7 separate regions of the Mus musculus genome follow, and all the other regions are linked to region 6. The links are chromatin contacts, called in public HiCAR-type, HiChIP or PLAC-seq and promoter capture Hi-C maps. All regions are on one chromosome and are shown on one strand. Each heading gives the region's core, a stretch centred on a gene start, on an enhancer-like site or on the middle of the called end of the contact. The rest is flanking DNA. Distances are from core to core; before and after follow the strand shown. Region 1 holds the start of Nf2 (neurofibromin 2). Region 2 overlaps Zmat5 (zinc finger, matrin type 5). Region 3 overlaps Nf2 (neurofibromin 2). Region 4 overlaps Nf2 (neurofibromin 2). Region 5 holds the start of Pla2g3 (phospholipase A2, group III). Region 6 holds the start of Mtfp1 (mitochondrial fission process 1). Region 7 holds the start of Pik3ip1 (phosphoinositide-3-kinase interacting protein 1).

Region 1 (3,696 bases), core at 504-3,003, 750 kb before region 6:
ATGGTTTGTTTGTTTGGTTGGTTTTGGTTTTTCGAGACAGGGTTTCTCTGTATAGCCCTGGCTGTCCTGGAACTCACTTTGCAGTCCAGGCTGGCCTTGAACTCAGAAATCCTCCTGCCTCTGCCTCCAGAGTGCTGGGATTAAAGGCATGTGCCACCATGCCTGGCTCCAGGGCTATGGTTTTAAGAGAGGCTGAGGAAGAGGACATGCTCAGGGGTTCTAGGATACCCCAAATAACACAGGAAGACCCTGTCTCAAAAACAAACAAATAGACATACAAAGGTTGGAAAGGTGGTTTAGTGCCTAAGAGTAAATGTTGCTTTCGCAGAGGACCCAGGTTCAGTTTCCAACACCCATGCAGTAGCTAAGGACTGAATTACAGTTTCAGGGGCTTTGGAACCCTCTTTTGACATGTGTGCCAGGTATACATGCAATGCACATATGTGCTGTAAAACATTTATATACATAAGATAAAAAAAAAAAAACAAAACTGTGGTGCTTTGACTAAGAACGGTCCCATAAGCTTATATTTGAATGCTTGGTCACCAAGGAGTGGCCCTATTTGAAAGAATTAGAAGGCTTAGGAGGTGTGGTCTTGTGGAAGGAAGTCTATCATTAGGGGTGGTTTTTGAGGTTTCAAAAGCCCATGCCAAATGGTTGTCTTGCTTTCCAAGCCTGCAGATCAGGATATAGCCATCTCTCAGCTACTGCTCCAGTACCATGCATGCCACCATGCTCCCTACCATGCTGATAATGGACTAAACATCTGAAACTGTAAAGAAGAAAAAGTCCCCAATTAAATGTTTTCTTTGATACGAGTTGCTGTGGTCATGGTGTCTCTTCACAGCAGCAGTGCCTGGGGAATGTATCTTTAAAACAAGTAAAAACTCTACAAATCCCCAGAAAGTTGAAATTTTCCTAAGCATATTATACATTTGATGACGTTAAGCTACAAGTACTCCAAGTATGTAGCTTGGAAATTAAAACAAAACAAAACAAAAAAACCAAACAAAGGAACAGAGGGTAAAATGAAAATTCTTGCCGGGCAATAGTGGCGCACACCTTTAATCCTCAGCACTTGGGAGGCAGCAGCAGGCGAATTTCTGAGTTCGAGGCCAGCCTGGTCTACAGAGTGAGTTCCAGGACAGCCAAGGATACAGAGAGAAACCCTGTCTCGAAAAACTCAAAAAAAAAAAAAAAAAAAAAAAAATAAATAAAATTAGCTTTCTATATGTATTAAGCAAGTTTCAATTCCTCAACCACCTAGTAAGGTAAGGACTATCATGAATTCTGTGGTTATTCTAATTCTCTTAAAAAGAAGTTGAAGGATCTGGCAGGCAAGTCGGGGCAACTTAAGCGGCCTCACTTCGTGTTTTTAAAGTTTGAAAAATATTGAGTCAGCATATATAATTAAGTGTCAAAAAGGAATTTCGGCCGGATGTCCCAGATACGACTGAAGCTCTGGTAAGACGCTATAAATGGGATCTCTCACTGACTGCAACAGTACCTCGTGCGGTGCAGTCCCGGCCTCTACAGGTTTCCCGGGAAAGGCGCCGCCCGCTCCTTCTCAACCAGTCTTGCTAGAGTAGGAGTATACTTTAGGAACAAAAGCGCTCGGAGTGACCGCATCTACAGCCACTCAACGCCGAGAACAGACCGGCGGCCCTCGTTCAGTGCAACTTTCAATTGGTGGAGTAGGCCTCCAGGAGGCGGGACGAAGCGGAAGTCCCGCTTCCTTTGGCGTTCCTGCCAATCACAGTATCTTAGAGAAAAAAGTGTTAGGGTGAGTCGCTGAGTAGCGTAGTGGGAGTCCGGAGGGCGGGGCGGGGCGGGGATCCGGCAGGTCGCTGAGGTGGGGGTTGGTAGAGGACGCTTCCCGAGGGCGCGCGGAGCGGAGCTGGTGACAGACACGCACGCGCGTGTGCGCTCCCAACTACTGCGCGGCCCCGCGACCCTCGGGGGTCGCTGAGAGGCCCGGCGTCGGCGCCGCAGCCGTCTAGGATTTCTGTCCAAAGGCGTCCCTGGCGTCCCCAGCCCGAAGCTCCAAGCTCGGGGCTGCGCGTGCTTTTGCCGGCATCTCCCCCCGACCCCCCCGTCGTCAGAGACTGTCCCTTAACTCATCTTTCCGCACCCACAGCCGGGTCCTCGCGGCCCATGCTGGCCGCTGGGGACCCAGGCAGCCTAGGTCTGTCTCGGGCCGGCCAGCCGGCCACCATGGTGGCCCTGAGGCCTGTGCAGCTACTCCAGGGGGGCTAAGAGACCCAGAACGCGGGCCTAGGGGTGAGGGGATCCAAGGCCGGTACCTCGCGCCATGGCCGGAGCCATCGCTTCTCGCATGAGCTTCAGCTCACTCAAGAGGAAGCAGCCCAAGACATTCACGGTGCGGATCGTCACCATGGACGCCGAGATGGAGTTCAACTGCGAGGTAACCGGCCGCCGACCCCGACGGGCTGTGAGTGGAGAGCCGCGGAATCTCTGCCTGTCTGGTGGCAGCGACGCGGGTCCCTACCCATGGGGTGCCCTCGCTGTGGTGACAGTCGAAGTGCAAGCTTAAGGGATTCCGTATATATCATTATCTGGAACCGGAAGAGGCTTTCTAGGGCCAGATCACAAGTTAAAGCTAGTTGTTTGTTTGCTTGTTTGTTAAAGTGGGGTTCTTGGTTTTGGCATTTCCCGAAGGTTATTTTCATTCATTTGTTATTGGGAAACACTGGAATCTTCCGTAGAAACGAACCGGTGTGCAGTGTGTAGAACTCGCGCCTAAAACTCCAGGGAGTTTTTCGCTAGGTATTAACTGTGTACCCTAGGTCTTAAAAGTTACATCTAGTTATATTGGAAGCTCGTACTTTTCCCTGTTCCAAAATTTTCAGTTTCTGGAAAAAACTCTTTGAGGAAAGAGTGTCTTACATTTACTCTTTATAGTTTCTAACATGATGATAATAGCTATCATTTTGTTGAAGAGTGTGTATGTGAGTGAGTGTGTGTGTGTGTGTGTGTGTGTGTGTTTGTGTTTTCAGGGCCTTGTGTATGCTAGGCATGCACCCCATCACTGGGTTGTATCCACAACCCTGAACACTTGCTAAGTGTCAGACATTTACACATTTGACTCTCAAAAAACAAACAAACAAAAAAGCAAAGCAACAACAAAAAAGCCAGTCAGATAGGTCCTGTGCCACTGGAATATACTTGGTTTGCTTCCCTAGCCTATTGCTTTTAAAATCCTTGGAATCGCCAAAGTATTCGTTTTCTTTTTGTGTGTTAATGAGCTGGATGCTGTTGCCATGCTATAGTAGTTTTAGAATTCAGCCTGGTTCCCAGAAAGGATCTTTAAGGTTGGGACTTCTCAGTTCTTCCCTTAAGACTGAAGGATCAGCCAATGATTTAACCGACAATGCCTATATAATTAAGCATCCATAAACTGAAAGGATATGGCTTAGAGAGCTTCCATCTGAACATGTGCTCTAGTAGTGGTATAGTATAAACTATAGTAGTAGTATGAACTCTGCACCGTTTCCCACATGCCTTACCGTATACATTTTAAAAGATCTTATAAGCTGGGCAGTGGTGGCACACACCTTTAAACCCAACACTTGGGAGGCAGAGGCAGGTGGATTTCTGAGTTTGAGGCCAGCCTGGTCTACAGAGTGAGTTCCAGGACAGCCAGGGCTACACAGAGAAACCCTGTCTTGAAAAAAA
Region 2 (4,200 bases), core at 1,132-3,631, 630 kb before region 6:
TTCTTCTTCTTCTTCTTCTTCTTCTTCTTCTTCTTCTTCTTCTTCTTCTTCTTCTTCTTCTTCTTCTTCTTCTTCCTCCTCCTCCTCCTCCTCCTCCTCCTCCTCCTCCTCCTCCTCCTCCCCCTCTCCCTCCTCCTCCTCTTCTTTTTTATTTCATTTTTCGTTTTTGGTTTTTCAAGACATGGTTTCTCTGTGTAGCCCTAACTGTTCTCAAACTCAGAGATTCCCGTCTCTGCCTCCTGAGTGCTGGGGTTAAAGTTATGCACCCAGCAAGATCCTGTTTCAAAACAAACAAACAAACAAACAAACAAACAAACAGACAGACAAATCTGAATAAACGCCTGACCTCGGAGGGCCTTCTATCCACCCTGGACAAGAGGAAAGGTAGGCTGGACACCTTTCCGAAGGCCATGGGTTCTTCAGAGTCCAGGAGACTTGAGCTCAAACCCCAAGTGCACATGGCCACAGGCAGCTGCTCTTTGTGGCTCTGACTTTGCATGTAAAGGGAGCAAAGTTCCCAGCTGCCAGAGCTGCTGTGGAAACTGAATGGGACAATGGATGGGAAGCCCTTGAGAGGCCAAGTCCTGCTGGGTCCCTCAGAACCACAGGGCTTCCCAGCACTCCCAAGCAGACACAGTTGTCCCCTCCTGACCAGACTGCTATGTGGGTGCAGTGCTAACAGCTCCATCCTGCAGAGGTAGGGCTGAGCCTGAGGCAGGGACGAGCTGCACAAGGACATGCGGTCAGGGAGCAGCAGCAGCTACTTGGCACTGTGGGGTGAGTCTAGAGCCCTGCTCTTTCAATGTGACAGCTCTCAGGTGGCCGGGTGAGTAACAGTGGTATCAGAGCAGGAAGTCTTTGGGGATGGGAGTTGCTATCAGGGAATCCATGCAGTCTGAGGTCACCAGGCTGGAGAACCAGCCATCTATCACTGGGCCTACCTTCCAGGAACCTTCTGGGCCCAGTAGTACTGAGGCTGGTTGGAGGACTGAGCCTGGATCCCAGATAAGGGACCCCGAGTGGATCAGTGTGGGAGAATCCCACACTACCTAGCCTCTGGCTGGTGTCTCACTGCAGAAGCATGTGGCAGCTAGGAATATGCATGGGCAATCTATTCCTTCAGGTTCTCTGTAGTCCAGATGGCCATGAACTGATCCTCCCGAGTCAGCCTCCTTGGGAGCCAGGGTTACAGGCCGGCATCGTCAGCGGTGAGTCTTAGGCTCACCCGTATGTTTTCCCTCTTAGACAGGATCTCGCTTCGAAGCCCTGGCTGACTTTGGACTCACTGTGTTGCTTTGGCTACCTTAAACTCTTTACTCTCCTGCCTCAGCTTCCGGGGTGCTAGGTTATACAACATGTGTACATTTTCCAGTTCTGTTTTAATTTCTCCAAGAGGGAGAGTCATTGTAATCACTAACAATTCCTCAGTGCCTCTGAAGGACTCCAAACCGAGACCCTGCAGCAGCCCAGGCCCTACAGAGAAGCCTTGCTCCTCTCCTCGACAGGCAATGCTCTTTGTGAGCTGAAGTGTCTGTCAGTCCTTCAGGCTTCACCTTTTCAAACCCCCAGCTGCCCCTGGGGCACAAGCTTGGTTGCTCTTTTAGCCCTTTGTCTCTGAAGCATCACTTAGCCATCCTCCCCTTGTCCAAGGCACTGTGCCAGGCTGTGGAGTTAAGTGCAGATCAAGTGAGCTCCTGGCCATCCTCCCGGTCCACAGCTGCACTACTGTCCACGGTGTCATGGCAGTAAGTGTTGAACCTGTCACCAGACGACCAGGCTCTTCCTGAGGGTTTGCCGTCTGACTTGAGTTCTGAGATTCAGGGACTGTCCTGAAGTGGGAGGACAGTGGGATGAACAAGTCCACAGAGAGGAGATGCAGGGCAGGAAGGAAACGACAGCAGAATGAGAAGCCAGAGCAAGCCAAGGACTTAGCCTAAAGCACCTTGCATAGAAGAGCACAGAGCCCTTGAGATGGCTCAGCAGACACAGGTGCTTGCTGCCTGGTCTAAAGGCTTGAGTTCCATACCTCGAACCCACATGGTAGAGTAAAATGATTTTTACAAGTTGTCCACACACACGCACTCACAAACACACAAGTAAATGTTAAGTAACTCATACAACACTGTGTGAAGAGAGCCCTGCTTTATCCACCTCTGAACCTTCAAAGGCTGGCTGTGAGCTCAGTACTACTAGGTACTCACTGCTAGGTACTCACTGAGCAACGGCTGAATCACTGAACATGAGACAAAAGGCCTGAGGTCAATGCTTCCGTGGATATACAGACATCATTCCTACTTAATACACTGTTCTGTGCTAGTCACCATGGCACTGCTGCGCTCCTTCCCCTATTGTTATGTCTGTTTTACATACAATGAAGTTAGGCTCACATGGTCAGTAACTGATAGGCAGCTGGTCTTCAGGGCCTGTGCCTGTCCTAACCATGGCCCACTGCACACCAGTTGCTGGAGGGCTCATGGATTTGTCTGAAGGGACAGAACAATGCTAAGTGAAGCCTCAGCTCTAGGTGACACACACAAGTGCCTGCCTCTCAGGGTCTGCAGAGCTGCTGTGATCAGGCGAGAGGACGATACTCAAGAGAAGCCTCCTGAGGAAGTGGGAAGACCTCATGTCCTGCTCAGCCACCAACAGCCAGAGACCCCGGGTGGTCATCATCTCTAAGTGGGGGCTCCTGGCCACCAGCCTTCTTCACAGAGCTGCTCAAAGGACAGTGTGGCTGTTGATGTGAGGAGTCCTGAGGAGGGGGCTCATGGTGTCTGCCCTTTCACCTTCCTGTAAGGAATATGAATGAAGCCCTCTGCTGCTCAGCCCTGAACCCAGGACATGGGCCTAGGAACCAATGCCAAGATGGTCTTAGCCCAGGTGATACCAGATCAGTCTTTGCTGGATCTGGGAGGTAGGAGGCCTTGCCTGACGCCAGGTTTCTGAGGAGCCCCACTGTTCCAGAATTCCTACCTGACCTCCACTCTCAGCCTCTGACCCCACGACTATGCTGGTGAGCCACTCTCCCTCTGTTAAGTCTTTGAGCCTTGCTTTCCTTACCTGAAATAGATGAGCATCTGAGAGATTTAAAGTTGCCCTAGCTGGTCTGCAGAGCAAGCTCCAGGATAGCCAGGCAACAGAGTGAAACTCTAATTCTGTCTTTAAAACAACCAACCATGGCTGGTCCCAACCCCTCACCCTGAAATCTGCATCAGGAGATGTTCTCAGAGGCTCTGTGTTGTTTTGATTGAGATGAAGTCTTGCAGTATACCAGGCTGGCTTCAAACTCCTGGATGTGCCAGGCAGGCTTAGTGACTCTTGCCTATGATACTACACCTAAGAGGCAGAGGCAGGAGAATTGCTGCGGGTCAAGGCCAGCCTGGGCTACATAGTGAGTTCCAGGTTCCAGGTCACCTTGTGCTGGAGTGATTCCGTTTACCTGCTGGCCTCAGGTGATCTTCTTGCCTTAGTTCCCAAGTAGCCCCTCCAAAGCTTGTAAGCCTCACCAGCATGTTCACGTAAAGGTCCCTAGACAATCTAAATGCACAGTCAGGGTTGAGAGCCACTGTCTTACGAGTCACTCAGAAAAAGAAATGGCTTCCCCTTTCCTGCCTTCTTGGCTGCTAAGACTCAGTTTGTAGCTTGCCAGCTCCGAGTCCTGCCCCACACCAGCCCTGAACCTCGAGTGCACAGGCACTACCCACCTCATTCCAGGACCTCCTGGTCCATGCAGCCACAGTGCCCTTCTCCTCTGCCTTTCAGCTGGCTCAGGACAGTTCTCACCTATGGCCGCCCTGAGTGGTAGCTTCCCACCTCAGCTCATTATCAAGTCACTCAGGGTGGAGAAGCCTTTGAGGGCAGCGCCTTCCTTCTGCAGAAGAACTGCTCGGCCTCTGTGCGCATCACTGAACAGCCACATCCAAGTGTAGCCAGCAGCATTCTCCATAAGGTCGCCCTACAGATCCAGTCACTGCCAGTCAGCTTCAGCTTCCCATGCTTCTCTTACAGGCCGCTCCCTCTCCCCCTGCTCCCAGAAGTTGTCAGAAGTCTCCCTACATTTCAGCCAGTGGCTAAAGACGAACTCCTCAGAGAGGGCTCTTCTGACTCACAGGATCTCTTAGGCAGTCCATGGTAGGCAGAACCCAGAATCCTTCCTCAGGTGACTAGGGAAGGGACCCTTGCCAACTCCTCTCTCCATTC
Region 3 (4,110 bases), core at 34-2,533, 710 kb before region 6:
CTTTTACCTCTCAGGGAGTTTTCTGCAAGTCACTGCTGCATCCAGAGCTTGCTTTAAGCTCGACTTACAACACAGAAGCATTCACCTACTGGCCTGGGTTTTATGGCTCAGATAGTTCTTGCCTTAATCTTCAGCAGTAACCCAAGAGATAAAACCAGGAAAGTGGGTGTTGTCAGCTTCTAGAGAGGCCCCTTCATTACTGAAGCTCTAGGTTAAGGAAGTACACAGAGACAGGCAGTGACTTCGTGCATTTGAGGTCGGAAAGAATGAATGCACTGTGGCTTTGTTTTTTCTTTCTGCCAATGCCGGGGATGGAACCTAGAGCTTTGCGCATGCGGAGTGAGTGCTTTGCTGCTGAGCTACACTCCCAGCCCCCACGTTCTTTTTTTTAAATCACTTGAGACAGATGTCACTATTTACCAAGGCCAGAGTGTGAAATTGAAGCCAAGAGTCAGTGTAATGAATCTGTTTTCTTATTTTCACGGGGATGGGAATCTCTGGGTTGAGAAAAGTGTTGCTGTGTCTGGTCTGTCTCATCTTCTGCAGGTCCCTTCTATCTCACCAGAGGCATGCTCAGAATATTTGACTTGGCAAGAGTCTGTCCTTCATCCTTGTCACTTAGCCCTAATAATGGTGTCTTCTATTCTCCTCACAGGGATGAAGCTGAAATGGAGTATTTGAAGATAGCTCAGGACCTGGAGATGTATGGTGTGAACTACTTTACAATCCGGGTGCGTTGACTCCTTCCCCAGTTCCCTGGCTCTCAGAAAGACTGAGTCGAGGCCACACAGGCAGATGGGTCACTTCCTCATCCCAGGGTGCTTAGAGTCTTTATGGTTCAGTAGTAAAGAAGAAACGGGAAGACAAGGTCGAGAGCCTGGTTTCATTTGGGGCTTCGAATTAGATCAGAAATAGATCAAATTAAGTGTCATTGGTACCCTGAGGGACTCAGGCCCGGTTCTCTTCTTAGCAGAGACCTGTTGGAATGCTGGCCATGTAATGTTTGATTATTCCGGCCTCTTGGGAAATCCAAGGAGCACCTGGAAATAATGTCTTTCCCCGGGGCCCACTGCTCTTAGAGATTCCTAATTTGTTTGGGTGGAACTCTTGTTCTCACTGTGAGGCTAATTAGTTTTCTATTCAGACCATTAATGGTCTGCAGGCCTCCGGGAACCATGCCTCTGCAGAGAAAGGCATTTGTGTTCTGTTCAGGTCTGGCCCTAGAGCGTGTTTCTCGCTCGTTGGGGGATTTGGCTGCTGGCTGCGGTATTCATGGCTTCCTCCAGAGGAGCACATGCCAAGTACCGGGCTTTTCCTCACTGCTGGGTGGCGGGTGCCAGGAAGCTTGGCTACAGAGGAGTAGCCATTGAAGGTCAGCTGCAGCCATCCCCTGGACTATCCCACAAACTCTTTGCTTCCCCCTTTTGGGGTCCTACAGACAGCCTTTATGTTAACGTTGAGTAAATTGAATTAAGCATGATTTCAGTATTCTAGGATAGCTTTCTACTTAATTTGTTTCCTAAATGCAGGTTTTTGTGGATTTTTTTTTTTTTTTTTTTTTTTTGCATTAAAAATCAGGGCATAAGCCGGGTGTGGTGGTGCACGCCTTTAATCCCAGCACTTGGGAGGCAGAGGCAGGCAGATTTCTGAGTTCAAGGCCAGCCTGGTCTACAGAGTGAGTTCCAGGACAGCCAGGGCTACACAGAGAAACCCTGTCTCAAAAAAAACCCAAAAGGCTGGTGAGATGGCTCAGTAGCTAAGAACACTGACTGCTCTTCCAAAGGTCCTGAGTTCAGGAACCACATGGTGGCTCACAACCACCGGTAATGAGATCTGACGCCCTCTTCTGGTGTCTGAAGACAGCTACAGTGTACTTATGTATAACAATAAATAAACATCTTAAAAAAAACTTTAAAAACAAAACAAAAAACAAACAAACAAACAAAAAAACCAGGGCACACTGAAATGTACTACCACAATAAGCAAGGGCCTAAAAGATATTTTACTTGTAGCAGGACCTGAGTTCAAGTCCCAGCTCGTGGTTTGGGAGGCTCACAATTGCCTGACATTCCAGCTCCAGGGGATCTGAGGCCTGTGGATTCTGAGGGCACTTGCACTTATGTGCACAGACACAGAAATACGTAACTAAAAACCATCAAAATAAGAACAAATCTTTAAAAAAATAAGAATAAAAAAGAATGCAGAAGGTTGTTTCTCGTGTGTCATGAGGGCCAGTGAGATGGAGTAGTAGATAGGCAATTGCTGCCAGGCCTGACATGCTGAGTTCAGGTCATGGAATTCACACGGTGAAAGGAGAGAACTCTTGTTCTTACTGTACGGCACATGGTCCTATGATCTTCACATGTGTGCTGTGGCATAAGCATGCATTCACACAACACACACAAATTAGTAAGTATTAAATAATTAAAAGTTTTATTAGTTTGTGTTTGACATCTGTTTCTTTGAGGTTAGACTAATGCATTTCTGTGGTTTTGTCTCTTGCCCACCACCAACATTAATTGTTTAAAAGAAAAAAGCATTTGCAATCCTTAGAAAATGGATTTCTTGGGCTAGGCAGTGGTAACACACACTTTTAATCTGAGCACTCAGGAGGCAGAGGCAGGCAGATCTCTGTGAGTTGAAAAGTGAGTTTGAAGTCAGCCTGGTCTATAGAGTGAGTTCCAGGAGAGCCAGGACTAACACAGAAAAACCTCTCTGAAAACCAAAACAGAATTTCTTACAAATTTATTTTACTTAGAGGAGGAAAAAAATATATATTTGTATATTTTGTTGTATTTATTTGTTTATCTATGTTTGTGGTGGTGGGCAGAGGACAACATGCTAGAATTCTCTTCTACCAAGTGGGTCCTGGGGTCAGACTGAGGTCAAGTTATCGGGTATAAGCATGTTGATCCACTAAGCTATCTCAGCAGTCCAAAAACCAGCTTATTAAGGAATATTTCTACATTAATTAGATGAGCATTTACTAGTTTTTATATGTTTTTATGTTGAACAATAAAGTTAGTGACTTTATGTTAGACATCTTAAATTCTATTATTAACTAGAGATGAGAAATTATTAATACATTTTACTTTAACTGATAGATATTTGTACGTATTAATGGAGTACCATGTGATTAAAACAATTTCAGAGGTGTTATTTGTGCTACCATCTCTAATATCTAATAAAAGTGTGAGAGTCACAGCAGGAGAAGAGGGTGGAATCCTTTCTATCTTTATGTAAGCTGACTTAGCAGAAACATAAGGAAATACCTTGTTTTCCATAAGGGGCTGTTCAGATGTGAGGATTCAAGCCTCCCTCCTGTCAGCACATCAGCTTTAAACGCTTCTCAGACAAATAGACCACGCTCTGACTGGGTGGTAGTGCCTGCTTTCAGGTGTTAGAAGGAGCAGAGAGATTCCTCTTCAAGTGCTCACCTCCCCCCAACACCTGCTGTTAGATTGGTACTTCTGGTCACAGCCCAGGCACCATCTCAGTTTGCAGAGCTGCTCTCCTTCCCTTGAGTCTTGTCTCAATTTCCTTGTTGTCAGCGAGGGGTAGGGAGCTGTAGCTTCCTTGTGTGTGGGAGGAGTTTTGTTTCAGCTGCCTGTGAGGACAGGGGCAGTGGCTCCACAGCTGGTCAGTAGCTTGGGAGTCGTGCACTAAGCCTCTGGCAGCAATAACTGTTGACTAGGGCTGCTCTCAGAGGTATAGCATTCATATCGTTAACTGGTGTTTTAAACAAGTTCATTGAAGTGTAATTTATATATAATTTATTTTTTTATTTCTTCCAATGTTCAATTATCAAGCATTTGAAACATGGGAGAATGAAGTTTTTAGTGAATGCCATATATACCCACCACCTAGATACTGCAGCTAATACCACATTGGGGTATTATATAGTAAAACTACATGGAGCTGCATTTTAACCTAAAATGAGGCTGTTTAGTCCCTAGACCTAAACATTTCTTCTAGAAATCCAACAAATTTTGTGTGTGTGATGATGAAGATCAAATTCAGGATCTTGTACATGCCAGACAAGAATACTATCTTTCCTGTAACAGGAGAAATGTTCAAAAGTGTGGATTTTAGCTCTCCCTTTGATAACCT
Region 4 (3,916 bases), core at 547-3,046, 690 kb before region 6:
GAGTGGTTTGCTATTGCCATGTGTCCTTGTTATTTATTCCTGGGCAACAGATAACCCCAAACACCATTATTTGTCTCTTGGGCATAGTGTATTAAAGGCACATGTCTTCTCTCAAGATCAGATGGTCACAGTCAGGTGACAGCTGGGACTGTGGCAGTCTGAGCACTCACCTGGACTATATACCTGAATTACCTGTGTCTAAAACAAACAGCCATTAGAGCAGACTTTCAAAGTGCTCTTCTTTTTGCACTTTCCCTTAGCACTGTCTCTCCAGAGGAGCACACTCTAGTTCCTTAATCATATCATGTCAATGGGTGGGTTGTGACTCAGCCAGCCAGGCCCTATAGGTGAGGACTTAGTGTATTTCCTATAGCAGTTTTGAACACAACTGCACTGAACAACAAATTTTTGCACACAGACGTGACAGTTTTCCTAGACCTGTAAGGTCAGATACTCAGTTGTGCCACCTGCCAAAGAGGGTGTGTCAGTTTCTGCTCTCACTAAAAGGGTAACGGCTAGTGTTCTTCCTTTCTGAGAATTTTTCTGCGCTTTTTGGTTTTTTTTTTTGTTTTTTTTTTTTGGTTTTTGAAACAAGGTTTCTCTGTGTAGCCCTGGCTGTCCTGGAACTCACTCTGTAGACCAGGCTAGCCTCGAACTCAGAAATCCGCCTGCCTCTGCCTCCCAAGTGCTGGGATTAAAGGTGTGTGCCACCACTGCCCAGCTCTGAGAATATTTCTGAAGTATAAGGTAAATAGACCTGCCTAGATTATAACTGTCCAGCTTGATGAAGTGTCAACAGAGCAGACTCTCTCATTTACCCAGAATTCAGCCCTGAAAACAGTGTATGTAGGACCTAGATATCCTGCTCAGGGGCACACTTGACAGACTCCATACATCCTACCTTAGACCTCACTGCCATAAATAAAGGCTGAGAGGTTCTGTTCCTTTCCAAACATTGTCCCAGACTCAGTAAAAGATCCTAGGAGGAAAAAAGACATACCCATGAGGAATCTCTGCAGTGTGGAGCTGAGGAAAGGGCGGGGCAGCAGTATGCACATCATGACAGAGAACTGCAAAGGGAATGAGCAGCTGTTTTGTCAGGGTAGAAGGTGAGAGGGCTCGAAGGGCTTTGCTGAGAGACTGGAAGAATTGAGAACTTTGAAAGGGGAATGGAGACCTTGCTGGGCTGCTATGACCCATACCTGCAGTGCTAGCACTCAGAAAGCTACCACAGAAGGCTCACCAGTTTGAGACCAGCTCTGGCCATGTGGCACATCCCTAATGTCACAGAAAATGACAGGGAAGGAGGAAGAGAGAGAAGGAGTGGCAGGGAGGGAAAGAAAGGACACATGCTAAGTGTGGGATAATACGTAGTACTGTTTATGATTTAGCAGGACAAATAATGAGGGACACTAGAGAGGTAGGTAGGGACTGTAGGTTAGGTGACCTTCTGTTCTGGAGTGAAAAGATCCTGAAAACAAGTCAGCTGGTTTCCCCTTTCAAGCACTCTTCTGGCTCTGTCTTTGGAATCTAAGCCCCTTCCATACGAGCAAAGCCTTTGTGACCCGAAGCCAGTCTCTTACCAGTCACCCCACAGGGTACTTGAGATGCCCAGTGCTTTGGATGGATCCTGTCTGCCCTGCCTACCAGCATGCCTCTTGCCTGGCACCTTTCTCCTTTGGCTCATTCACTGATCCCCAAGGAAGCTGTACCCTGGCAGATCCCTCTAACCTCATACGCCCTGTCCCTCCTCTGGCTCATGTTCATCTTACTTAACTATGAGGATTTGCAAATACATCTGCTTCCTGAACAAGACTTTGATCTGCTTAGAGCCAGGAAGCCTGTCTTCCTTCCTGTGTCTCAACTCCTAGCCCAGTGCCTAAATGAGCTTCCTAAATGAGAAGCTGAGTGAAAGTTTGCGTTTGATTCAAGGAACCGTAGAAATGATGAGGTTTGAGGAGAGAAGGGTGACTTGTCTGATTGTGGTTGCTTTGGGACCACTTACCTGGCAGTATTGACTGTAGAGGTCTCTGTCCTGTGTAATTTAAGCATCTTAACAGGAGCTTTCTCACTGACAGCCCATGAACCCAATTCCACCACCACTGCCTCCTGACATACCGAGCTTCGACATTATTGCTGACAGCTTGTCATTTGACTTCAAGGATACGGACATGAAGCGACTTTCCATGGAGATAGAGAAAGAAAAGTATGTACCCTCTGTGGCCTGCTGGGTCAGTCGTGAGCATGAGTGAGTGGATCTGGCCTAGAGTCACAGGTCACAACAGCAGCCAGTCATTACCCCTGCAAAGGTTTGCTTTGTTGTCACCCACTGGAGAACAAAGTTTCTAATTATTAAAAATTAAAGACAACAGATCAAGACAACAGTCAGGGTCCCAGGATAAAACTAACACTTGATTAAGATGGTATCCTGAAATTTATGTTTTATACCTTGTCTGAAAAATAGGACTGGCTTGTATTGAGTCCCAAGTTAAGACTGTTGTTCGCATAGTAAAATACAGTTTTCTTTAGCAGTGGTTCTAGAATGAAGGTAAAAGAAAAAAAAATTCCTAGGCTGAGCAAAGCCGGAGGAGGCCAGGGGAGACGAGTAACCCTATGCTGGTGACCCCGAGCCCAGCCAGATCACAGGCACTTCCGTCACATGCTCTCCCTTCCCTTTGTGGGCAGCAGAAGTGGAGCAGAGATGGACAGGAGGAGTCCCGTTGTGGACGAAATCTTAAGTAAGATCATTCTCATTTCTTGAGCCAGGAGTGAAGAATAGTGCTACAGCTGGCAGAGATCACAGTGATGCCATGGATTGACACCTGTGTCTCCATGTAGCTTTTTGGTGTTTGTCTCATTCACACGAATTAACAAACATCCCACTGGAATCAAAAGCAGGTTTTAGGGACTGGGAATATAGCTTAGTTCATAGAGTGCTTGTCTAACATCCACCTCTAACATAGTGTAAGTCAGGCATGGTTGTATACACCGGTAATCTTAGTACTCAAGAAATACAGGTAGGAGGATCAGAATTTCAAGATTATCTTCAGCTACGTAGCAGATTCACATCTGGCCGGGACTGCTATGAGGCCCAGACTCCAAAAAACATTTTAGTGTTGCAGTTATATAAAGGAAAATAGACTTAGTTTGATGAGTTCATCCAGCACCACATAGCTGATGAGAAGCAGGACCAGGATTGAAACCCCTTACTCTGGAGACCAGCCTGAACCACTGAGCCAGGCTAACCTCCTTTGACCCCTCATACTGACAACAGCTAAGAAGCTGACGATCCTGAGCTATTGCTCCGACTGTCCGTCTGAGCTCCTCATTGGCCAGATGTGCATGTTTATGTGGTTGTGATCAGCATAAGACCACATCCTGTTCTGGGTCTTGGTTTTTTATAGTTTGTATTTTCTTACTGTTTCAGTGTGTTTGGCTATTATAACAAAATACCAGGGGCTGGAAAGCTTATAAACAAGAGGAATTTACCTCTCATAGTTGAGGAAACTTGGAAATCCAAGATGAAGGAGGCATTGTGAGAATGTCCCTCCTGGTTTGCAGATGGCAGCTTCTCACGGTGTGCTTGTGTGTGCCTGTGGAGTCTTCTATTGTGAGCTCAGGCCTGCAGCATGCGAGTGGAGGGGACACAGACACTCAGCCCATGGCCCTTTTCTGTGCAGGCTGGCAGAGCCCGTCAGTGGCTGCAGGAATTCCTTCTAAATGTTTATATATTAGTGTTACATAGTTTTCTGTTCATGCTCCTCTAGTTAAACTCTTGAACCTCTTCAGGTGAAAGTGGAGATCTATTTCTTCCCGATGGTGGCTGAGTGAGTGTCTGCCATCTTTTTCTGAAGGGTTCGGAATAAGTAGGAGAGTAGATGTGGTTACTGGCAGGGACGACCTGCTTCACTGCTTG
Region 5 (3,911 bases), core at 1,228-3,727, 610 kb after region 6:
TTCTTCTTTCTTTCTCCTTCCTTCCTTCCTTCCTTCCTTCCTTCCTTCTTTCCTTCCTTCCTTTCAAATTATTTTTTATATATGAGTACACTGTTGCTGTCTTCAGGCACACCAGAAGAGGGCATCAGATCCCATTACAGATGGTTGTAAGTCACCATGTGGTTGCTGAGAATTGACCTCGGGACCTCTGGAAGAGCAGTCAGTGCTTTTAACCACTGAGGTATCTCTCAAGCCCTCTCTGCCAGTTTCATCAGTCCCCCTCCTACTAGGTTGTGGGAAATACCCCAGAAGGGTGCAAAGCCCTAGCCCTGCCCTGACCGAAGGACAATGCATGGGTGCTGGAGGACAAACAGACCTCCCTCCCTGGTCTTAGAGCCCAGGTTGCCCTGCTGGTCGGGCAAGGACTCCAGTGGGGCAGCCACATACCCGCCCCACCAGTTCCAAGCCACACAGGCCTCCTGCTCCTTCAGCACAAAGCAGGGGATCTCCAGCACGTTGAAGAAGGCCACGCCCATGATGTCGGAGATGGAGTCACCCTGGCTCCTCAGGCACTGTTGAAACCTGTCCCCAGAACCAGAATTCAGGTCCAAGGACCCCGGAGAGCCTCCTGGGAACTTTTGCAGCCCACCCTACCAAAGGATCCTTCCTGCTCTAGAGCCTCAGTTCGGCCCACCTGCACGGAGGGTGGTTGGAAGAAGGGGCCCCAGCTGCTGGTCTTTAGAACTCTCTGGGTCCCTGGTGCCTAGACCCAAGAACCGGGTAACTCTACTCTGTCCCCGAGCCTCAGGCCCTCTCTTTCTGCTGCCAACCTGGCGTCACAGTCGCAGTGAGAGATGGTGTGGAAGCGGAAATTTCGGATGCCATAGTTATACTGCAAGGGCGAAATGGTTTGTGGGCACTGATCGTGTTCCCGGCAGCAGAGGTCAGGGCCGTGGAACACGCCTGCATGGAGAGAAAGGGAACAAAGTGGAGCAGGGGCCTGGATGCTGTGAAGCAGCTCATATATGCCTACCTTGTATAGCAAACGGCCCTCCGCAGTCCAGCTCATGGCCAGGGCAGGGCGCTTGTTGTCCAGATACAGGGCCCTCACAGCTCCAGAGTTCTCAGAGAAGACCACAGGCTGGCAGCCTCCTTTGCCTGGTCCAAACAAGGGAGCCCACCCACCAGCTTCTGGACTTGTCTTCCTCAGAGCTGACTCACAGAGTTCCCAAGCTCACACCCAAATAAAACTCCAGATAATGAAAGTGTGTGTTATGGAATGATAGTCAGGCCAGGCACAGTCTTTCCTCTGGCACAGCAAGAACATCTTGGGTGGCCAAGATGCCATCCTGCCTGCTCAAGCCTAGTCCTCCAGCAGCATTCCTTGCAGATATACAGCATTCAACCACAGTTCGAGCAATGGCGCCCTTTGTTGTGATGTTTACATGAGCGGAGTTCACAGCAGCCCCCAAAGGGAAGTGGCTCTTTATCTTCTAGATAAGGAACTTGGAGCTTCAAGAAGTGTCAGCTTGAATATGCTGAGCTGTACCCAGGTCTTTGGAGCTCTTGCCACTGAAGAACCTCATGGGTAGAGGTTGTTTAGAGCAGTAGAATCTGGATCCTCCTCAATCTACCTCCTCCCTCGAGTGATTCATGGGTTTGAGTAAGACCTTTCACATCCATGACGTCACTTAAGTGTCTCATGAAGAGCTACTCATATTCATACCCATTTTACAGATTTAAAAAATGAGGTTAAAGTGCCTATGTCACTTCTCCAATAACACAGCCTGGAAGAATGGGAGCCAGGCTGGAGTCCAACACCCCACCCCACATATACATACCATACACCTACCCAAACCCCGGGGGCTCACCCAGTTCTGAGGCATTTTCAGCAGAGTTCCCAACACCGCACCACAGCGTGCCAGGAATGGTCCAGCCTCTCCTCCTTCGACGGTGCTCTCTGTCAGGTGCTCCACTCTGCTCTATTGCTCGCTTCTCCCTGGCTCCTGTAGGACTATCCTGAGACCTTTGACATGCCTCCCACTGGCTCTGCAGAGTGGCCAGTGCTCTCTGCAGCGCAGGTCCAGGGGTTTGGATGAAGGAGTGCTGCAAAGGCTCATGAGCACAGAGGGCCCTGAACGCTGTGATAAGTTCAGATTCATCCTGCCTGATACAAACCTGCAGCCTGTGGTGTGTATCCCAGAAGGCCTGGAATAATGCCAGGCCTTGGGCATCTTTGCCCAAGAAGCTCAGGGAGCCCAGAGGGTTACCAGGGATGGGCTGGACCAAATGGCAGGAGGTACTGTCCCAGTGACGGGTATGGGAGCCCTCTAGGAAAGCCAGCACTCCTAGAAGTACCCCCAGGACCCCCATTCTACTCTAGTCCAGCCTGGTCAGACAAAGCCCCGGGATGCCTGCCTTTGACTGCCCCTGAGGCAGCTGCTGAGGCTCCAGCGGAAGCGATGCCCAGCAGCCCCTGGGTGTCAGGGCCAATGAATGGAGCCTAGGGAGGAGGAGGAAGGCTGGTGTATGGGGTGATATTGGGCTTGTAACCGAATCCACCGGCTGGGCAGGCTGCTGATTGGCTGAGGGATGCATTGCTGAGCCCACGCCTCCACTCATCGTGTCCGCGGAGCTGTCCAGTCACCTGCCCCGGGCTGCCCTGGAAGCATCTGTGGGAGCCAAAGCCTTGGACTATGAGGGTGAGGATGGAGGAGGGAGGTCAAGGGGGAGCTTTATCCCCTTTGGAGCCAGAAGAGAGTTCAGGGACTTAGAGGAGACCTCCAGAACCTGTCCTTGTACTCCTAACCCAGTTGCAACTACCACACCCAAGTCTATGAGATTGGCAAGAGGCCATGGACTTCAGTTAGGGCGGGTGAAAGAGGCCAGGGCACGGCTGGGGCTCTGGAGCCCACCTTGGGAGTTCCCAAATCTTCTGGGAAAAGAAGGTTGATTCTGGTGCTCTTTGCAAGTCCTGGTTCTGAGAAAGGCTGTTGGGATTCTCCAAAGAGAGTGCCACAGGATCCCTGCGACTTCCAGCACAGGTCTGGTCCAACGCCATACTCCTGTCTGATGGTTGGGATACATAACCAGAGTAGGACCTGATAGTAACCTGGAGCAGGACTGGCACTGGGGATTTAAAAGATAAGGTCCCCAAATAAGTATAAAATGGCTCAGGGGGCCAGGTCCTTCTATTCTTGGAGTATGACGCCCAGAAGGAATCATGTGTCCCACCCCCCCCAAGAGGCTTACGTCTCTGTATCATGGAGGGGGCTATACTCAGCACTGTTTCCCATGTCCCCAAGCTGATGTGTTATTTTGCTTCCAACCATCTGGTGAAGCTAGTAGTTATACCCATTATATAGATGAAGAAACTGAGCCCAGCTGGCTGTTATGTGCACACCTTTGATCCCAGCACTTAGAAGGCAGAGGTGGGCAGATCTCGGTGTTTAAGGCAAACCTGGTCTACATAATGAGTTCCAGGACAGCCAAAGCCACAAAAACCCTGTCTCAAAAACAAACACACAAACAACAACAGCAGCAGCAGCAACAACAACAACAGTCAAGATAGGAAGAAACTGAAGCCCCAGAGTGATGTAAAAATAATTCAAACGACACTCAGGTCCCCACAGGGCTGAGAGAGTTTAAAGGCGCAAATTGGGGCTAGCTGGAGCAGTCCCCCTCAGCTGCCATGCTACACTCTGCAGGAAGTCAAGTCCCGTCGAGGCAGAGGCAGAGCCAGTGTAGGAAGGGAGCAGAGAGTCCGCTTCAGCCATGAGGCCTATCTTTGTGGCTTCAGAACTAGCCCTGACCTGGAGGTAATAGCCGAGGATTAATGAAAAGAGAATTATTTAACCCAGGTGCCAAACCCCTCTCCTGAGGTTGAGAAAGATGTGGTGGCAGTGAGAGAAGAGGGTGTGGGCACAAGCCAA
Region 6 (4,015 bases), core at 486-2,985:
TGGCAAGCAGAGAGGGCCGAGGCTACCCAGGATCTAGTCACACATCTCAGGGGCACAGCCTGGCCTTGGTTTACAATGCTGTTAGGTACATTAACCAATGAATAAAGTGATCAATTTTCAAAGCAAAGAGCAGAATTCATTGCCCATCGCCGGCTTCCTAGCGGTCTCTTACATTAGACCCCAAATTTTCAGATGCCAAGTAGCAGGCTAAAATTACACACACACACACACATGTTCTGTTCCTTTCCCCTCTACTCTCACGACACTCGGACACAGGCACGCACAGAGAGACAGTAACGTCCCTTTCCTCTCCTCTCGCGACAACGTTCTCCGAAGTCCTAACAAGTTGCCTTCCGATTGGTTCAGCCGGTGAGCGTCGTCCGCCATCTTTGTTCAAGGCATTCGGATGCTCCCGAGAGCCTTCACGGTGAGGGCGGAGGCCCCGCCCCATTCGGTGGTTCCAGACGGGTTGGGCGGTTCTCCCGCGGTGACCGGCGCAGCGGGTACTAAATGGGAGGGAGGCCGAGGGTTAGCGTCACGTGGCTTTAGGGACCGTCTCCTAATTCCGCTCCAGCACTCTACCTTCCCACCCGCGCCGGGCTCAGTCCCCGGTGACCCACAAGTTTCAAGAAGACACGGGCTGAAAACACTGGCTTCCGAAGGGAGTCGGTATACACCTTTCGGATCTAAAAAAGCTAAAAGAACTGTGCAAAGCTAGATAAGACCCTGTTCTTACCTAGCTGGATATTTTTTGTACTGTGTAGCCTCCAACCAGGCCTGAAACTCCCTGTGTAGACAGGGCTGGTCTCGAACGCACATAATACTACCTGTTTCTGCCTCCTACATTCTGAGATGAAAGCATGCAACACCATGCCTGGCTTATAAGAGATTTAAGGCCATATTTATTTGAATTTATCTGTGTGTCTCATGTGTGAATGTATAGGTGTGTGTGTTTGGGGGAGGTGGGTGCTGCCTGTGGAAACCAGAAGTGTCAGATTCCCCCGAGATGGAGTTACAGATGGCTGTGAGACACCCGTGTAGATGCTGGGACTGGAACTCCGGCCCTCTGGAAGAGCTGTAAGCGCTCTTAACCACTGAGCCATCTCTCCATTCTCACCCATTTTGCTTTACAGACGTGGTCGTTGGGACCGGGGTGGGGAGTGGGGGGAGGGGCGGTGTGTGTGTGTGTGTGTGTGTAAGTGGCTTACATCTACTAGGCGGCCCAAGTAGGATTTGTCTCTAGGGGCCATAGCATTGCCCCTCTGAAATCCCAGAGGATTCAGAGTGCTTTTGCCCCTTGTAATAACTCCCTAGCTCCCTTTTCCATTTTAACAGTTGCATGAGTCAGGAGAGTGGCTGTCCTCTTTGTGTCTCTATTTCCCTACTGTAAAGTAGGACCCTACGCTAGTGCCAGAGCTTAAGGAAGCAAACTTGAGTCTACTGGACACATGATGACTGTTATAATTAATTAGTCCTTGCGACTGTCTAAGGCAGTGAATGTTGGCACGCCTCCCATTTACACACGAACCGCGGCTCAGAGAAATACACCTTTCCTAGAAGCCGCACACCTAAGAAGATTCCATTCTCCGATTGGAACTCTGACCTATTTAACTCCAAAAACTAGTCATGTCTGGGAGAGTTTTGCATTAACTGCTCAGAGAAAACAAGACCATCTGTCTGCAAAACCCAAGCCTAGGAGAGGGGCTTGGATGTTGTATAAGGCAATTTTCAGACACTCCCTGCAGTGGCGTTAGCGATAGCGGGACCCGTCCTTCAGCCTCGGACTACTGGCGGGTTCTTGCCTGGTGTTAGCCAAGTGCTAGTGGAGACACAGTTGTGGTGAGACTCTAATCTGCAGCGACTCCAACCTTGCCGGGGAAGTCATGTCGGAGCAGCAGCGGCAGGGCGCCGAGCGCGACCTCTACCGGGACACGTGGGTGCGCTACCTGGGTGAGCGTGGGAGTGACAGACGCAGCGACCCCACCACTCCGGAGGGGCTGGGGGCGGGGGGGGGGGGGAAGCAATGGACCGGGTTGCCGATCTGGAGTCTGAAAAGGGGCTTAGTTCTTATTCGGCTTGGCCTGGAGACAGGGCTCAGGAGAAGGCTAGGGACTTGTCCAAGGTCACACAACCCTGTTGGTTCAGATCTGTCCACGGGGCTCTTCTGGAGGCACAAACCGAGTGTGTGGGTTGCCCTCTGCCATGACCGTGCACTAGCCATGGCGTCAGAGGATCTGGACTCCTAGCAAGTCTGCCTTTCCCAGGCTCTTCCTAAGCTTCAGTTTTCTCTTCTGTAAAAAGGGCTGAATGCGAGGCACTCCTGTCGGGTGCTGACTGTAAGAGCGGGCTGAGGTAAGGCCTTAAAAGACCTGGCACTTGATACTGGTCAGTGGAGCCCACCCTCAGTGATTCGGTGGCCTCCGGTCGCCTCCCTGGTGCAGATCCCCAGAACCACGGCTGGGGACTTTGATCAGTGAGCCATGAACTTCATTGTCGGTGTCAGTCCGCGGGCCTAGAAACCAAAAGGTAAAGTTACTTGACTGAGGTCACCTGCCGCACTGTAGTTTAAGAGGTTAGGGTTAGAAGCAGCTTTCTGTGTAGCGCCCCCTTGTGGAAAGGGCCAGAGAGTTAAATGCCTTTTCCCTCCAGGCTACGCCAATGAGGTGGGGGAGGCTTTCCGCTCGCTGGTTCCTGCAGCTGTGGTGTGGTTGAGCTATGGTGTGTCCAGCTCCTATGTCCTGGCCGATGCCATAGACAAAGGCAAGAAGGCAGGAGAGGTGAGTGTTAATTAACCCTTTCCAACCCATCCTAGTGTGGGTGGTATGCAGTCTTGCAGTGGGGACAGCCCTATCCCCGTTAGCGTCTCATAGTGCAGTCCATAAGCTAATCTTGTTTGTAGGATTGTTCATCCCCACCCGACCAAACCATTTGGGTAGGAGGTGACAGTTGGTACCTCTCCTGGATGTGGGCAAATCACCCCCAACCCTGAATGTAGTACAGCCCAGTCCTCCACCCAGCTGCCTTCTACCCTACTACCTCCGCATGTTCTTCCTCCTTGGTCCACCGGCATGCTTCTGTCTATAGGTTTCCTACCTCTGCCCCAGCTGGGCTAAATGTCTTTGTACCTTTCAGGTGCCAAGCCCTGAAGCAGGCCGCAACACCAGAATGGCCCTGGCTGTGGTCGACACCTTTGTGTGGCAGTCTCTGGCCTCTGTGGCTATCCCAGGCTTCACCATCAACCGTCTGTGTGCTGCCTCTCTCTATGTCTTGGGTACTATGACCCACTGGCCCCCGACTGTCCGCAAATGGACCACCACCACACTTGGACTGCTGGCCATCCCCGTCATAATCCACCCCATCGACAGGTAGGGGCCTTTCTGGTCTCAGGGACCAGTCACTCTGCAGGTAGAGTTAGGCTGTGAACTGTGGGCACAAAACCGGGGCAGCAGAGGCAGGGTTGAAGTAGAGAGGCCATCTGTGCTCTTATCAGCTAGAGCGGCAGAGCGGCAGAAAAGGAAGCAGAGTGCCTTATGGGTACTGGACAAAGGTCAAGTAAATTCACAGAAATAAAGACCAGTGCTGCAAAATAGCCAGAGTTAGCCAGGAGTGCTGGATTGAAGGGAGCTGATATCGGCATGAGTCAAACTTAGTTTGCAAGGTAAATACAAAATAAAAGTCTTAGGATGTTTTCCGCACGGCTGGATCCAAGCATCTGAGCGCTACTGCCACACAGCATCCTTCATCTTCCCAACCTTCATCCATCCTTCAGCATCTCTCCCCGTCCCGTCCTTGTGGGTTTCACTCTCCTGCCATGTCCCAGTGACTCATGGTGTCCTGTCCCTTACAACATCTTACACCCCATTAAAACTTCTCCGTAGTGATAGCCAAGATGCCAAGGAAGATTCTCATTGGCTCCCTCAGATGAGGGGCCCATGTATGAGCAGTTGTCCTTCTGAGTAGCCAACCCTGTGTTGTGTGCTTGCTTTTAGCACTAGAGGTAGGACCAGACTGGAGG
Region 7 (3,976 bases), core at 312-2,811, 760 kb after region 6:
CCGCTGCAGCGCTGCTCGGCGCACAGGGCTGGAGTCCCTTACCCGTGGTCCCAGGGCGAGTACCTGGGCAACTCACGTCCTCGCAGGGCCGCTTTTCAGGGACGCCGGTCTCGCTGCTGATGTAGCACCAGGGCCCGCGCGGGTCCTGGTCCGGGTTCCGGCAGTAGTTGTGGTTGCCCGGGCCTGAGGTGGGGAGAAGAGGAGTCAAGGGCCGCGGCCGCCGCCCACCAACCCCGCCCGCCTCCCCGGCGGACACTCACTGGGCTCGGTGAGCGACTCGCGGCTGCCTTGCGCGGCCAACCAGTTGAGGCAGCGGAGACCCGGCGCGGGCGAGGGCTGGTCCTCCCGGTACAGGTGGCCGTTGTCCCAGAAGCAGCCTATGAGGAAGAGGAACCCGCCCGAGACTCTTAGTGCGTTTCTCTGGCCCCGCGGGAGAAAGCCCTGTGTACCTCAGAGTGTCACGCCCCTGGCGGCGTTTGGTCCACACACAACACTCGATTTAGCTTTCTTCTTCCTTCCCTTCCCTTCCCTTCCCTTCCCTTCCTTCCTTCCTTCCTTCCTTCCTTCCTTCCTTCCTTCCTTCCTTCCTTCCTTCCTTCCTTTTAAAAAAGCTTAAGATCGCTGCACAACTGCAAAGGGTTGTTATTCTTGGACTTGGGACCACTTTGAAGGTACAAGAAGGTCTTTCTCCCTAAGGTCTTTCTGTGGAGATGGTGAGTTTGGTTCTGGGCAGTCAGACATGGAAGTCATCCCAGTGTTGAGAAGTCAATGTTATATAAACTGGTGTTCCCTTCTCTACGAATACAGCCACTTTCTGCTAGTTTAACAGACACCGCCAGCTCCCAAGAGAATTCCACAAAAGCCTTTGATTCAGGGAAGCAAAAGATCCAATAGAGACCCCAGCTGAGGGTCTCTGCCTCATCTCTTAAGCTCCCACTCCCCTCAGCAGAGAGCCACGGGAGGAGGCTGGAGAGGGGAGGTTCGTGCGCCTGCCACACAAAGCAAACGGACTTTAAAAGGGTAAGACTCTGGGGAGTAGAAGAGACGAATTCCACTCCATCCACTCGTGTGAAAGGAAAGGGAAAGAGAAAGTGACTACTTGTCTTTGTTCTTAATGGCAAAGATGGAGCTGCAAGCCTCTGGCAAGGAAGGAGAGAGGAGAGAAGAATGCTTTCGTAGGATAACGAGAAAAGCAGCCAAAACCTTCCTTCCCTGTCGGCCTGACCACGTTTGGGGAATCTGTTTCATTTAAGTTGCTGCAGAAAGGGGGAGAAAACGTAATCTCACCTCCAGATCCATAGGCTTCTGCCAGAAGCATGTTGCTGAGAAGAAATGTGTGTACCCAAGCCAACAGCATCCTCGTCTCTTCGGCTCGCAGGTGACTCAACAGCCAGTGTCCAAATGGGGGGGGGGGGTCCTCCTTGGCAGCAGTTTTGTCTCCTTGCAGTCAGACTGGCCGGCCCCTGTTATGCTCTTCTGGTAAACAGCCTCTCTTTAGAACTGGGAGCTTCCCAGCTAGCTTGCTGCAGCCGAGGTGTTTTTCAGCTGAAAGGCGCCCCCTGGGTCCTAAGCCTCCTAGACCTTACCAGATCACTAACCCTGAGCCAAGAGAGGAACTCAGCCAAGCCGAGAGTGGCAGAGAGGTTTTGCTTAGCAGCAGCTCCGCGTGAGACCTGCACAACTGCATGCCCAGGGCTTTTCTTCCTTTTCCACCAGTGTGAGTACAGAGTCACTGTGTCAGAAGGCATCGTGGAGTGGGGTGGATTAGGAGCCCCAAAAGCACTACACAGTTGTAAGAGCGGATGCTGATTGCAGAAGCAGGAAGAATTTAAGACCACATAGACAGCACAACTAAGAATTATCTGTCTGGAAGCAATATATTTAAATTGTACTTTGCTAGGGCCAGTTCAGTCACATTCCTTTACTAACATTTGAGGTTTGGGTTATCCATATATAGTAGGAACACAGAAAGGGTATCATTAGCTGAAAATACATGTTACACAAACATTGAATTCCTTTAGCTATATTGTAAAGTCCACCCTTTTTACCAGCCCAGAAGTAAAATGTCTTCCTTCCAACTCCCCTCAAGCAGTATATAGGAAATCTAGTTGCAATAATTTGTGTCTACAGTTAAACCACATCCACATAACTTAGGGCTTTTGGAGTTTCTATTTGGCTGGCAGTTGAAGTTCCCAAGCAGCCTCAGTAAACTGAGAGAACAGGGTGGTTTGCCAAGACTACCTTGTGACTGGGGCAAATCCAAGAATAGAAACTCTGTTTTGATCTTGCCACAATGTAGGGAGGAAAAAAATAACACTATGAAGTAAGTTTTATAGACTTTATCATAGTGGAAAGCTAATGTGATTCTAACTATGAGAAGTGATTGAACCCTGATGTGTCTTTTAAGAAGAAAAGGGTTATTTTTATTTGTGGGTTTATCTGTGTCTGTACTCAGGCCATAGGAAAACTTCAGGGCCTCAAGAACTGGGGTTATAGGCAGTTGTCGACCATGGGAGGTAGCTGAAGTAGGCAGTGGAACTCGGGTCAGCTCTTCTTGAAGAGCAGCAAGTACTCCTAGTCTCTGAACCATGTCCCCAAACCACCTGACATGCCTTTTAAAACCATTGTCCGGACTGGGGAGGTGGCTCATTAGTTACGAGCACTTGTTGCTCTTGCGGAGCACTTAGTTCAGTTCCCAGCACTTAGCATAAGGCCATCTGTGTCCAGATCCAGAATATGGACTCCCTCCTCTGATACTCAGTCATGCACATACACATATGCTGGCAAAACACACATATAAACACCGCCCCCCAAAGAGTGCGTGTGTGTGCGTGTGGGGGTGGGGTTGGGGAGGGGTGGGGGGGTGTGCATGTGGTGTGTATATATGTGTGTGGTATGTGTGTGTGTAGGGTCAGATCACATGGTGTGTGCCCATGTGTGTAAATAAGGAAGTCAGAACAGGATGCCCAGTGTCTTACTACCTTGAAACAGGTTCTCTTACTGGACCAAAAGTGTGACCTTTAAGCTGGGCTGCTGGCTCCTGGCTACATTCTCCAGTTGTGGGGACCCTGTCTATGCTCTCCAGTGCTGGGTTTTAGGTACACATAACCATGTCTGGCTTTTAATGTGTGCGCTAAAGATTTGAGCTCAGATCTCATAGGTGCAGAGCCTTGTCCTTTTAAAACACCTCAGTTGACATGTCAGAACCCTTTTGTTGATCCCTAATGCAACATTCTGAGTAGGGGAGTACAAGTCTGGAATCCCAGCTCTGGAGTCGGAGACAGGAGGGTCAGAAGTTCAAGGTCATCCTTGGGCATGTACAGAGGACGTTTGAAGCCAGCACTGGCTACACGAGGCACTGTGCCAAAAAAATATTTTTTTAAAGTTTGGTAAATGTTTTTGTTAATTTTACAAATATTTAATTTTGAAAACCTCCATATTAGCTGGTATTTTTAGATACTGGGACTTCATTGTGTGAACAAAAATATTTGAATTTGTACTCTTATGAAGCTTAAATTCTGGATGGGAGAGGCATGATATTTAAAACATCAGCATTATCACAGAAAAGAAAGTGATACAAGGCAAGAGAGAGACAAATGGAGTGTGTTTAGCTGGATAGAGAACGTATACAAGCTGGGTGCATGCCCATCATAGGAAGGTGAGGCAGGAGGGCTGTTTTCCACACTAGATGGTGGCATGAGTCTGGGGGAGAGAGTCACATGCAATAGCCAGCTTTACTCAGAACATCAGAAGAATCACATGAGTAAGGTGTTCAATCACAAGGACAAGCCACAAGCCACAAAAACACGTTTTTCTATAGAGGCACATGAACAACAGCAGCTGAAATAAATTCACTTCTATTTGCTATTCTGGGAGGAACCCCAGAGATCTGACGCCCTCTTCTGGCTCCACAGGTACCAGCACTCACATACACAGAAATAAAAATACAATAATTAAGAATGAATCTTACCAATAA

Evidence for each region. Promoter capture Hi-C pulls out the DNA fragments that hold promoters and counts their contacts. HiCAR-type assays count read pairs that join an accessible place to other places. HiChIP or PLAC-seq counts read pairs in DNA pulled down with a chosen protein or histone mark. Capture Hi-C pulls out chosen DNA fragments and counts their contacts.
Region 1: a contact with region 6 is called in a promoter capture Hi-C map of liver, with 7 times the contacts expected there. The contact joins the promoter of Nf2 here to the promoter of Mtfp1 in region 6. A contact is called at or near these places in 7 of 39 promoter capture datasets (the 3T3-L1 cell line, 3T3-L1-derived adipocytes, HPC-7-derived erythroid cells and 4 more), 2 of 484 Hi-C or Micro-C datasets (embryonic stem cells and uterus), 6 of 115 datasets of contacts at active chromatin or transcription factors (astrocytes, bone marrow-derived macrophages, embryonic stem cells and 3 more) and 2 of 9 other capture datasets (liver and macrophages).
Region 2: an H3K27ac HiChIP or PLAC-seq map of extraembryonic endoderm stem cells shows a contact between it and region 6, with 6 times the contacts expected there. The contact joins the enhancer-like site here to the promoter of Mtfp1 in region 6. A contact is called at or near these places in 3 of 39 promoter capture datasets (the 3T3-L1 cell line, pre-B cells and trophoblast stem cells), 2 of 115 datasets of contacts at active chromatin or transcription factors (extraembryonic endoderm stem cells and stem cell-derived neural progenitor cells) and 1 of 9 other capture datasets (macrophages).
Region 3: a contact with region 6 is called in a promoter capture Hi-C map of hippocampal neurons, with 3 times the contacts expected there. The contact joins the enhancer-like site here to the promoter of Mtfp1 in region 6. A contact is called at or near these places in 4 of 39 promoter capture datasets (the C10 cell line, hippocampal neurons, neutrophils and 1 more) and 4 of 115 datasets of contacts at active chromatin or transcription factors (acute myeloid leukemia, astrocytes and stem cell-derived neural progenitor cells).
Region 4: an H3K27ac HiChIP or PLAC-seq map of T-cell acute lymphoblastic leukemia shows a contact between it and region 6, with 5 times the contacts expected there. The contact joins the enhancer-like site here to the promoter of Mtfp1 in region 6. A contact is called at or near these places in 2 of 39 promoter capture datasets (the C10 cell line and pre-B cells) and 4 of 115 datasets of contacts at active chromatin or transcription factors (T-cell acute lymphoblastic leukemia, acute myeloid leukemia, large pre-B cells and 1 more).
Region 5: a promoter capture Hi-C map of hippocampal neurons shows a contact between it and region 6, with 7 times the contacts expected there. The contact joins the promoter of Pla2g3 here to the promoter of Mtfp1 in region 6. A contact is called at or near these places in 1 of 39 promoter capture datasets (hippocampal neurons), 1 of 115 datasets of contacts at active chromatin or transcription factors (pancreatic cancer cells) and 1 of 9 other capture datasets (macrophages).
Region 7: a contact with region 6 is called in a HiCAR-type map of astrocytes, with 5 times the contacts expected there. The contact joins the promoter of Pik3ip1 here to the promoter of Mtfp1 in region 6. A contact is called at or near these places in 1 of 39 promoter capture datasets (hippocampal neurons) and 2 of 115 datasets of contacts at active chromatin or transcription factors (astrocytes and embryonic stem cells).

Annotation. Positions count from the first base shown.
Region 1 is chr11:4,847,601-4,851,296 of GRCm38.p6, reverse strand. It overlaps Nf2 (neurofibromin 2), which reads left to right and starts at 1,753. Exons shown (of 17, transcript NM_001252250.1): 1 at 1,753-2,425. The coding sequence starts at 2,312.
Region 2 is chr11:4,723,267-4,727,466 of GRCm38.p6, reverse strand. The region is part of intron 2 of Zmat5 (zinc finger, matrin type 5); the gene reads right to left. Among named protein-coding and RNA genes, the nearest start is that of Gm35102, 20 kb to the left of the region's middle. Within about 2 kb of position 2,381, at least 6 of the 459 cell types and tissues checked have an H3K27ac peak or open chromatin away from gene starts, as enhancers often do. A contact at or near this core is called in extraembryonic endoderm stem cells, where this site is marked.
Region 3 is chr11:4,800,299-4,804,408 of GRCm38.p6, reverse strand. Nf2 (neurofibromin 2) reads left to right here. Exons shown (of 17, transcript NM_001252250.1): 7 at 656-731. Among named protein-coding and RNA genes, the nearest start is that of Nf2, 47 kb to the left of the region's middle. Within about 2 kb of position 1,283, at least 95 of the 459 cell types and tissues checked have an H3K27ac peak or open chromatin away from gene starts, as enhancers often do. A contact at or near this core is called in acute myeloid leukemia, hippocampal neurons and stem cell-derived neural progenitor cells, where this site is marked.
Region 4 is chr11:4,782,726-4,786,641 of GRCm38.p6, reverse strand. Nf2 (neurofibromin 2) reads left to right here. Exons shown (of 17, transcript NM_001252250.1): 14 at 2,079-2,206. Among named protein-coding and RNA genes, the nearest start is that of Cabp7, 38 kb to the right of the region's middle. Within about 2 kb of position 1,796, at least 43 of the 459 cell types and tissues checked have an H3K27ac peak or open chromatin away from gene starts, as enhancers often do. A contact at or near this core is called in T-cell acute lymphoblastic leukemia, acute myeloid leukemia and pre-B cells, where this site is marked.
Region 5 is chr11:3,486,793-3,490,703 of GRCm38.p6, reverse strand. It overlaps Pla2g3 (phospholipase A2, group III), which reads right to left and starts at 2,477. Exons shown (of 7, transcript NM_172791.2): 1 at 1,851-2,477; 2 at 810-942; 3 at 427-561. The coding sequence starts at 2,352.
Region 6 is chr11:4,093,151-4,097,165 of GRCm38.p6, reverse strand. Mtfp1 (mitochondrial fission process 1) reads left to right here and starts at 1,735. Exons shown (of 4, transcript NM_026443.4): 1 at 1,735-1,950; 2 at 2,650-2,777; 3 at 3,133-3,365. The coding sequence starts at 1,884. Gm51935 (a long non-coding RNA gene) reads right to left here. Exons shown (of 3, transcript XR_003949843.1): 3 at 2,424-2,512. Sec14l2 (SEC14-like lipid binding 2) reads left to right here. Exons shown (of 12, transcript NM_144520.2): 12 at 1-127.
Region 7 is chr11:3,328,316-3,332,291 of GRCm38.p6, reverse strand. Pik3ip1 (phosphoinositide-3-kinase interacting protein 1) reads right to left here and starts at 1,561. Exons shown (of 6, transcript NM_178149.4): 1 at 1,288-1,561; 2 at 261-377; 3 at 64-183. The coding sequence starts at 1,357. Gm12592 (predicted gene 12592) reads left to right here and starts at 1,102. Exons shown (of 2, transcript NR_165248.1): 1 at 1,102-1,378.